Linked DNA regions of Mus musculus: region 2 is linked to region 1. A link is a contact called in public HiChIP or PLAC-seq data. All regions are on one chromosome and are shown on one strand. Each heading gives the region's core, a stretch centred on a gene start, on an enhancer-like site or on the middle of the called end of the contact. The rest is flanking DNA. Distances are from core to core; before and after follow the strand shown.

The links. HiChIP or PLAC-seq counts read pairs in DNA pulled down with a chosen protein or histone mark.
Region 2: a CTCF HiChIP or PLAC-seq map of stem cell-derived epiblast-like cells shows a contact between it and region 1, with 29 times the contacts expected there. The contact joins the enhancer-like site here to the promoter of Neurog2 in region 1. A contact is called at or near these places in 10 of 39 promoter capture datasets (cranial neural crest, embryonic stem cells, frontonasal cranial neural crest and 4 more), 2 of 15 datasets of contacts at CTCF or cohesin (embryonic stem cells and stem cell-derived epiblast-like cells), 51 of 484 Hi-C or Micro-C datasets (B cells, LSK cells, cerebellar granule neurons and 19 more), 16 of 115 datasets of contacts at active chromatin or transcription factors (craniofacial prominence, embryonic forebrain, embryonic hindbrain and 7 more) and 3 of 9 other capture datasets (embryonic stem cells, embryonic tail and embryonic trunk).

The regions. Positions count from the first base shown.
Region 1 is chr3:127,631,824-127,636,987 of GRCm38.p6, forward strand. It overlaps Neurog2 (neurogenin 2), which reads left to right and starts at 1,313. Exons shown (of 2, transcript NM_009718.3): 1 at 1,313-1,634; 2 at 1,905-3,808. The coding sequence starts at 1,906. The coding sequence ends at 2,697.
Region 2 is chr3:129,221,904-129,226,998 of GRCm38.p6, forward strand. No RefSeq gene overlaps it. Among named protein-coding and RNA genes, the nearest start is that of Pitx2, 25 kb to the left of the region's middle. Within about 2 kb of position 2,453, at least 27 of the 459 cell types and tissues checked have an H3K27ac peak or open chromatin away from gene starts, as enhancers often do. A contact at or near this core is called in epiblasts, kidney and stem cell-derived epiblast-like cells, where this site is marked.

The sequences.
Region 1 (5,164 bases), core at 63-2,562:
CAGAACAAGTTTCCTCTCAAGTCCAGCAGGGAGCTAGAGCTCCTTTCTATTTTTTTTCTCCCCATTGAAAAGGCAGAATTGGGAGGACAGGCCCTATGTCTCAACAACGCCCCCCAGAGCGGAGCAGAGGTCATACAAGTGTCAGAGTGATCCACTCGCTCCTAGGAGCAGTAGCACGCCTGCCTTTGCCACCCACACAGGAAGCCACCTTATAGTATCATCTGGCTCTAACCTGTTGTTGGTACCCATCCCCTTCCGCACCAGAAGCCCCCCAAATTACGTCAAGGCGTGAAGCCTCACTGTGTCTCAGGGAAAATGGGTGTGTCAAGTGAGTGCGTTTATTTTATTTTATTTTATTTTATTTTTTTTTAATGCTCATCAATTGCTCTCCGACCAATTTCCCCTTCTAGGGGACGTCTCTGTGAACTCCTAATGTTTCCCAAACAGTCATAGACACGTTTCTCTAGAACTCAGGCACACTCTCTCACAACGTGCCTCCTGTCTGGCACACGTACGTGACCCCTTCCTTTTCCTAATTAGACTAAGGTGTTTTAAAACCCGTTTTCTAGTTGATACGGCCCCAAAGAGGCTTTGCCGAGACATGGCCGGCAGCACCACCAGGCTGCCTTCTCCGGGATTCTGACTCTCACTAATTCAAGGCTCCGGTCGCCCGCCCGTGAGACCCCGGCTGAGACGGGCGGGACGCGTATGGAGGACTCGGGCGGGAGCAGTAGTCGGGGTGCCCCCCCCCCCCCCCGCCATGGGCCCCCAGCACTCGGGCCCCTAATGAGCTGCTGAAAGGGAGCGGGCTCCGGTGCGCGTGGCTCGCAGGCCTCCCGGAGTCCCGGGAACACTGATTGGCCAGCTGCGCCTCGCGACCTCCTTTCATTAATAAATTAGCGGCACGCTCCAGCCGAGCGCGAGCCACCAATCACAATAGACAGCGGCGGCGACAACAGCCGCAGCTTGAGCCACTGCCGCCGCCGCGGCTTCGGTAGCTTGGGCTGCAGCCTGGAGCGCCAACAGGAGCTTTAGAACCATTTTATGCTGATTAGATAAAGGGGGGACGGAGGGGCGGGGGTGATGGAGGAGGAGGATGGATGGCCAGGCCAGGGGAGGGGGAGAGGGACTAAAGAAAGGGAAAGAAATGAATGATGATAATACGATGAAAAGAATAAGCTGGGGAGGGAGAGCGGGGGACCAGGACAGGCGGAGGAGGAGAGGGCGGGGGAAGGGTAGGTGAGGAGGGGGCCCCGGGGCAGATCTGATTGTTTTCTTGGTGGTATATAAGGGGTTTTAAGGAGAGTCGTGTGCCAGACACGCAGCCACTGAACCACAAGCAGCTCGGCTTTAACTGGAGTGCCTTGGAGTCGCGTGCCAGCAGCCACACGGCCAGGGACTGACTGACAGACAACCACGCACGAGAACGACAACACACGAGACTCGGGCGAGCTGCCGCGGTCGTCCGGGCTCTTGGCAAAGTCGCCCAGCCGAGAGGCCCCCCCGCGGAGGTGCGCCTAGGAAGCGCCAAGCCCGCGGCGCGGAGGACACCGTGCTCGGTTCCGGGCTGCGGGGACATTCCCGGACACACACCGGAGCAGCAGCTGCGCCGCGACACATCTGGAGCCGCGTAGGTAAGTGTGCATGCCGCGGCTCTCCACTTCGCAGGCAGTGTCCCCACGCAGGCTCACGCCGCCCACGCTAACTCCATCGCTCTAGACGCAGTGACTTCTGTGACCGGCAGAAGGTGGCTCGAGCCCGGGGCGCTCCTCCCCAGCTCTGTCCTCGCCATCTTCGCGAATGCACATTGAGGGAGATGGAGGGGGGGGGGGCGGGGCGCGGCGCCAGCGACACTTTACCCTGTCCATTCTGGGAATAAATTTCATCTGCCTCTTCTTTCTCAGGATGTTCGTCAAATCTGAGACTCTGGAGTTGAAGGAGGAAGAGGAGGTACTGATGCTGCTGGGCTCGGCTTCCCCGGCCTCGGCGACCCTGACCCCGATGTCCTCCAGCGCGGACGAGGAGGAGGACGAGGAGCTGCGCCGGCCGGGCTCCGCGCGTGGGCAGCGTGGAGCGGAAGCCGGGCAGGGGGTGCAGGGCAGTCCGGCGTCGGGTGCCGGGGGTTGCCGGCCAGGGCGGCTGCTGGGCCTGATGCACGAGTGCAAGCGTCGCCCGTCGCGCTCACGGGCCGTCTCCCGAGGTGCCAAGACGGCGGAGACGGTGCAGCGCATCAAGAAGACCCGCAGGCTCAAGGCCAACAACCGCGAGCGCAACCGCATGCACAACCTAAACGCCGCGCTGGACGCGCTGCGCGAGGTGCTGCCCACCTTCCCCGAGGATGCCAAGCTCACGAAGATCGAGACGCTGCGCTTCGCCCACAATTACATCTGGGCGCTCACCGAGACTCTGCGCCTGGCGGACCACTGCGCCGGCGCCGGTGGCCTCCAGGGGGCGCTCTTCACGGAGGCGGTGCTCCTGAGCCCGGGAGCTGCGCTCGGCGCCAGCGGGGACAGCCCTTCTCCACCTTCCTCCTGGAGCTGCACCAACAGCCCGGCGTCATCCTCCAACTCCACGTCCCCATACAGCTGCACTTTATCGCCCGCTAGCCCCGGGTCAGACGTGGACTACTGGCAGCCCCCACCTCCGGAGAAGCATCGTTATGCGCCTCACCTGCCCCTCGCCAGGGACTGTATCTAGAGCTGCGGGTCTCCCTCTCTCGTCCTCTACCCGGCCCTCTTCCCATCCTTCTCCCGCCCCTCACCCTCCACGCCCCGGACTCCACTTCACAGAGCAGAGGTGGCCCTTGCAATCCCCTCGGCGGCTGGTGCATTCGGGGGTGGAGACCAGCTCTGGTTTATTGAAGATGTGAGGATTTATGGTCAAAGAGGACTATGGCGTGTGGGAGTGGGGGCTGGCGTGGGGAACCTCGTAAGACTGTAAAAGACACTGAGAAAAAGTACCATAACTAACGAGTGTGCAGAGCAGACTGACGCTCCTCCCCTCTCTCAGAGCTGCTGGAGGAGAACTCCGGGCAGGCAGTTCGTGTGAATCTCTCAGAGGGAATGCAACTGGTCCCTGTGATCTTTTCACCTTCGTTTCTACATAGAGATGTTAATGTCAGTCGAAAGAAATGTATTTTAGCATCTGAATGAATTTACTGGTAATAATATTATCCACACATTTGCAATGGCTGGCATCTGCTCTATTCCCATTGCTGTCTGCAGGCTGTGGGAATTTCACCTGTCAAACCAAACTTTCCCTCTCTGATGTGCACTTTGTTTTTTTCCCAGATTCGTCACAATGCCTATTGTCCCGCCCTTCTTTTTGCTTTTTTTCTCCATTTTGCCATCTGTCTCTTATGATTTATAAGGGGGAAAAACTTGTTTTGTTAGAGGGCCAGGTTAGAAGTCATTGTATAATTTGTAGGCTTTTGTAAGGGTTGAATGCAAGCGTGGAAATTTAGGCTGAATTCTCTATCAAAAGAAAAAATGTGAAGGAAAAAGGAAAAATCAGGAGGGAGGATTGCTTCATGCATTATTTATCTCGACCTTTTAGGGGAGAAGGAACTCCCCCATCCTTTCAAGAGATTAAAAATAAATCAACAGTCTGAAAACCTAAGCAGACACGGGGCATTGCCAGGATCAGCCACACACGTGTTTCCTTCTATTTATTTTGAAGAAAAATTTCATGGGAAAGTATGTATTTTTTTGTATATTCTACAGAGTTTATTCTAGTATGTATTTACATCCCGAAGAATAAGAAAATTGTTTTGTGATTAAGCTATAAATAAAGTATCTAATTTTCATAAGTTTGTATTGAGGTTTGGCTTTTGCGTTTGTTTCTGATGTGGCTGGCTTTTAATACAGAATGAGTTGTATTTTACTAAAGTTTTCACATATTGAATTGAGTATATTTGTATCTTGGGTCATGTTTGATGTGGAATTTCACTAAGAAATTACAAAATATGGGATCCTACTTGAAACACCAACCCTGAAATTGGAGTATGAAATCCATCACAAACCCACATTCTGTTTTTAAGAAATCACTTCTTAAAGGCAGGCAGATTTCCATGAGTTCAGGCTTAGTCTACAGAGTGAATTCCAGGCCAGCCAGGGTTACACAGTGAGACCTTGTATCTAAATAAATAAATTAACAACATACTGAGCTGGGGACAAGTTCAGTGGCAGAACTCTGGATGTTTAAATCAATAAATACATGCTGCCTGGGCAACGAAGAGCAAAAGTGGGGATCTTAAATAATAATTATGTCACAACAGACTCCAGTGTTCAGAAAAAGCTTTATTTTAATAGCAGGAGGTTGAGTAGGCTGTAGTGATGCACGCCTTTAATCCAGCACTTGGGAGGCAGAGGCAGGTGAATCTCTATGCTAGCCTGTACTACACAGTGAATTCCTGGACACAACCAGGGTTATGTAGAGAGACAGATGTTGCATATCTGTTAATTGAGAGAGGGAGAGAGAGAGAGAGAGAGAGAGAGAGAGAGAGAGAGAGAGAGAGAGAGAGAGAGAGAGAGAAAAGAAAGAAAGAAAGAAAGAAAGAAAGAAAGAAAGAAAGAAAGAAAGAAAGAAAGAAAGAAGGAAAGAAGTTTTTTGGTACAGTGTGCAAATCTGTTTTTGCAGTTAACTTCTTTTGGCTTCACCTTTCTTTTGCTGTTGTTTTGTTTTTTGAGGGAGTTTCTGTTCTAGCTGTCCTAAAATTCAATTTGTAGACCAGGCTGGCCTAGAAATCACAGAGAACTGCCTGATTCTGCCTCCTAAGTGCTGGGATTAAAGACCTGTGCCTCACCACCATGCCTGGTTCTCCTTTATGACCTTTTTTTAAAAACAATTTTTTAATTAGATATTTTCTTCATTTACATTTCAAATGCTATCCTGAAAGTCCTCTATACCCCCTCCCCGCCCTGCTCCCCAACCCACCCACCCCCGTTCTTGGCCCTGGGATTCCCCTCTACTGGGGCATATAATCTTTGCAAGACCAAGGGCCTCTCCTCCCAATGATGGCCGACTAGACCATCTTCTGCTACATACGCAGCTAGAGACACAAGCTCTGGGGGTACTGGTTAGCTCATATTGCTGCTCCTCCTATAGGGTTGCAGACCCCCTCAGTTCCTTGCATACTTTCTCTAGCTCCTCCACTGGCGGCCCT
Region 2 (5,095 bases), core at 1,203-3,702, 1.6 Mb after region 1:
ATGACGAGCGCTTAGCGAGGGAGCCAGGCTTCCGTGGCCTAGACACCCAGCGAAGCACCTCAGCGAGAGCCAGAGCAAACCTGCCTTAAAGCAAAGGAGGCCTTGCTTGGACCCGCAGTGGAATAGGCTCCAAGTCCCTGTCGCCTTGCTACACATCCGAACTTTCTCCCACCTTGATGGCTACGGTATAATTAAGTTTTTATTTTATCTTTTTAAACATCTTCTTAGAGTCTCAAACTCACCATTCTTCTAATATGGAATTCAGGTTGGTGGAGGCTGGGAGAATGGTGTATAAAACCTCTATGTACGTTCTCACCACCTTCTGTCCCTAAATCTCAGATTGGATGCCCACAACTTGCTTACAAAGGTAATTATAAGGGAAAGATAGTGGCAAGCCCCAGCCCTATAAGCAGCCTGATTAAAAGAGGAATCTGCTTCTCCCTGACCTGGCTTCCCTCCCCCCTTACCCCCTCCCACCCCCCCACCCCCCCCCATCTCTCAGGGTACTGAAACCAGAAGTCCTTTTTAGAGCATAACAACACCGCCAACAAATTAATGGGAGAAAAAGAAATACCATCTTTAAAGTCCCAATATTCCTCAAAGTCCTATAAATTAACCCGTGGAGAGCATCGAACCCTTTTAAGGAGCGTCTATAAAACTCCTGCGTGTTCTGGTCAGAGGACAACCTCCCCACCCCCTGTTACAGCGTGACCAAAACAAAGGTCTGCTCTGCAATCCACATTCAAATCCACACGACACTCGTCCCTAGGCTCCCCAGCCTCTGTCGGCCCGGCCCACCAGAGATCCGAGCTAGCTGAGTAGTCCCGGCTGGGAGATTTAACTTTTTTTTTTTTTTTTAGAGCTGAGGAGAAAGGGGGGCATGTAACCAGATCAGTGTCTTTATGAATATAGACTCCCACTGATTGATTTATAAACCCTCCGCGAACGGCAGTTAATGTAAGCAAGCACACTGACATGCAAGAGACACTGGTGGACTCGCTCGGTCAGTGAAGCAGGTCTGAAAAGAAATAAAAAGATATCTCTGGTAGCCGATTTTTTTTTCAGGAGAAATTAGAAAGCGAACATCTTTCCTCACCCATCCTCCCAAACCATTGTGTTTGAATTTAATCTGAAAAGAACAATAATTCTAGAGATGTTTTTAAAGTCACTGTGAGCACGTGGCTGATTTACCTATACAGACTTTAGCAGATGAAACCGAGGAGGTTTTATGTTAATCTTCAAAGTTGTCCCCTCTTCCTTTCTCCTGCCTCCCCACAAAGGGAGACCTTTTCATTGCTGATTTTTCTATCTGAGAAGATTAGAAGTAGGATTTATTGTGTTCGGGGAAACATAACTTCATTTCTGTACTGAGTACTTTATGTTTTATGTAAATGTTGCTTTTAGATTTTGTTTGGGGACTAAGGAAGTCCTGCAAGAAATAAAGTACCCCCATTAAAGTAGTTAATTCTACTTAATTGCTCCAAAAAAATCACAGTTAACCCTTTTGTGGTGATGTACTGTAGTAGTTGTAGAAAAGGGGGAGACACTTGACGACTAAGCTACTTAGCTGAAGGATGCCTAATAGAACCATCTAGCTTCCTTTTAATTTAAAACACTCTTTGAAAACATTCAATGACTGGATGGAGAAGTATTTACTTTAAGGTGATAGTGTTGGGGGATTGCTTGTCTTCCCCCTTCCTTTTTAAAAGAGGATAAATGAAGTTGAGACTAATTAGTTGCTCCCCAATCACTGTGTGTACGTGTAGGAGGGGGAGGCGCCCTGCGATTTTGATGGATCCCTTCCCATCCAGCTAACCTAATCTTCTGGTTAAAAAGTTTAAGGTCTCCTTCGGTTTTCTCTCTCCTCTTCCCCCCCCCCCGCCCCCTTACTGTCTTCTTTGTACCCAGCCAAGGTTTTACTTTGTTTTCTTTTGCTGTTTTCTTCCTCCTGTTCTCAATCCTAGCAATTTAGAAAATGGCCTGTAGCGCTGAAGGCTGATGCACCAAGATTAAGTCTTGGGGGTTGTTTTTCTTAGAGTCCTGGCCACAGCTTCCTTGTTCAAGAACTAGAAAAGCCCCTTTGCTTCCTTCAGCCAGCAGCTGGTTGCAGCCCCCAAGGTCCGTTTGAGATGGTAGCACCTAGGACCCTTTGAACTGTCCGCGAAAGAACAGTAGGGCAGGGTTTCTGTCTTGATTCAGAACTCATTCAAGTGACAGTCCATTTGTCCTGCTCTGCCTCTTGTCTACAGTCCCTGCAACTCTGTCTCTGGGGTAGCTATCACCCATGGGTTGATTTCTGCACGGAAGGAGAGGGAGGGAGGGAAAAAAGAGGACACTTTGATGGAATCCTTTCCTGTTCTTCCGGATGAAGAGGCAGGACTTTCACGGGAGTCCCTTCGCACTGAAGCCTGCGTTTGCTGGACCGCCTGTCTCCCAAGCAGCTGGCTTCACCTCGCTGCGTGCGGGCACGGGGGAGGGGGAGGAGAAGTCTTCGGACAGAGGTGGGGATCCTGCAGGCTGTCCTCAGGACACGGCTTTGCCTGCCAGAGCCCAAGGCTACAGATCTCTTTGAAAATAAAGTAATATCAAACAAAAGAAAGTGAAATAAAGTCTCTCCGCGGGCTCTGGGCCCCAGGTGAGTCTTCATTCCCAGGGCTTCACCAGCCGCAGCCCCTGGGGTCCCTGCTTAAATCCAGAAATGGAGGCAGTTGATCTTATCTGACGAGGTAGTGTTTTATCTGTTTCAAAAGGGTGGATCCCGGCTGCGACTGCTGGGCCGCCCTTCCAGACTCCAGCTTCCCCGTCCGGAGGTTCCCAAGCTTCGATCCCCTTCTCCAGCATAGCTGATCTGGTTTGCCAGTTACCAAACACCAGGTCCCGGGTAGCTGGGAAGGACCTTTTGGACCTTGGAGTTCCGTTCCACCCGGCCCACAGAGCTTAGCTTCTCGGATTGTCCAGATACCGCGGCTCCACCTGAGCGTGCCCTCAAGCCAGCAGCTCCTCCTAGGGCCGCTAGACCTGGTGGCTCGGTACAGCCCAGCTCTGTGACTGCCCACCGATCCCCGAAGCCGCTTCACCTGAATATCCTGACTTTTTTGTTTTACCGTTTTTGGTTTTTGTCTGGAGGTTAATGGGCGGTGGTAATGGGTCGGAGCTCTCTTCAATCTAACCGTACTTTTCTGATACAGTAGAAGAATATGGAAGCCCGCGGGACACCTACGCAAGTCCAGGGTCTCAGCATGGTTTTTCCGTGTCTCACAAACAACATAATCTATCCTAATCAGCAGCTGGACAAACCCCCCTGCTTCCTGCCAGCGCCTGCAGCCAGTAGCCCCGAATACGGAGTCCAACACCCTTGGGCGGGGCAGTTTGGATGGACGCAGGGCCCAGCAGTGAAGTTGCGCGGAACCTAGCGCTTGCGCCCCTGGGTGGCCCTACAAGCACCAATAGGGACCGGGACCTCAGCCTGGCCGGCGGTCCCGGTCCCAACACAGTCAGGGCGCGACCTCATAGCAGCTATCCCAGCGGCTGTAGTCCCTGGGCAGTAGGAGCCCTCCTCCCCTTCACATCCCTTCTCACCCTCTCCTGGCCTCTGCTTCTTCGCTCCCGAGCGACCATATACCTTGAGTGGGTCACCCCTGCTTGCCTCCTTCGAGATGTCTCAAGCCCGGGGGTTGAATATTAACCGACCAGAGCTATAGAGTGAGGTAAAACATTACATATAAAAATGAATCATCTATCCGATCCCAGAAGAGAAGACCTATAGCCAGCTCTGCGTCTAGAAAAGATCTGGCCACGTCCCACGTACTCACTCCACTGACTGCCTTTACCCACTGACCAATCTGCCACAAGTGGCCGGGGACAGATACACTGGATAGCCAGTAATTCCCCTTACGGAGTCTGTGGTTAATTGATGGTTTCAAACACAAGCTAAAGTCCTTTAGAGAAAGGACAGCATTTCATCTCTTATAAGAACTGGTGGGGGCAGTCGTTAATCTAAGAGGACCCTCTGGCCTCAGGGTAAAGAAGGAAGTGTCGTCGTCCCTCCCCCCCCCCCCACACACACACACACTCCCACCCCCCACCTCCGCCTCTGGCATTGCTGAGAGCCTAGGCTGGGTGGGTAGCCCATGGCAGGCAGCGTCAGGAGCCTGAGCATGGAGAGAGGCCAGCCGTGGGTGGCCACAAGCTAATGGGGGCTGGCCTAGACTGAGTATCCTGACCTGAGGTCCTCAGGAAACTCCTCCTACTAGTCCCCACTTCAGCCCCCTGCCTCAGGTTTTCCCTCCTCTCTCCCACCTATTTGTTTCTATTAACAAAAAAGCAACAATGTGCTACTCAGTGTTAGCAGATAGGCCCAAGTACCTAGTCTCTCAGAATTTACCAAAAGATAACAGGGATTGGACGAGGAATGAGGGGTTCTGCACCTTTTCACTTCGGTGACCTTACCTGGGAAACACTGGTGACAAGCGCCACCTCACTACTCCTATATTCATCATAAACTCATGAGTAGGATGGCGATTTTGGTTTCTTTCTCTCCTTCTCCCTCAGTCTGATCCTCTCCCCCCACCCCACCACCCCCCTCCCCGCTCTAAAAAGATAAGGTGGTTGGTTGCTCCTTACAGAAAGATGTAATGCGACATGAAGCTTCCACACATTATTGACAAGCTGCAGGAAATGCCCCTGCCTCCTAACAAAGTGGAATCACTTCTCCAGCAAAATACTTATTTGATTTAAAATGCAGTGCCTGGTCTGTGGTCATTGTTCAGCCCCTTTGCAGGTGACAACAGCGGTTTCCTTAACCCGGACCCTGCCTCTGACCTGAAAAAATGACCCTGAAGCAGCCTCATTTTCACGGAGAGTGTTTACCTAACTTTTCTACTTAGGAGGTCCCAAAAAAGTGGTTTGGTGATTTGCCTGTCTAGTTAGAACTCTGTATCGCTGAATGGCTTCAGACCCCCCTCTTAGCTCCTTCAAAGGCAGCTACTCCTTCCCAGTGTTCACAGCCTGTAGAGTTAGAAATCCTAAGTATTTCTGGGAAGGTTTAGAGGCTGGCGGCAGCATCTAGAGAACAGGAGTTTTTGGAGACTCAGCA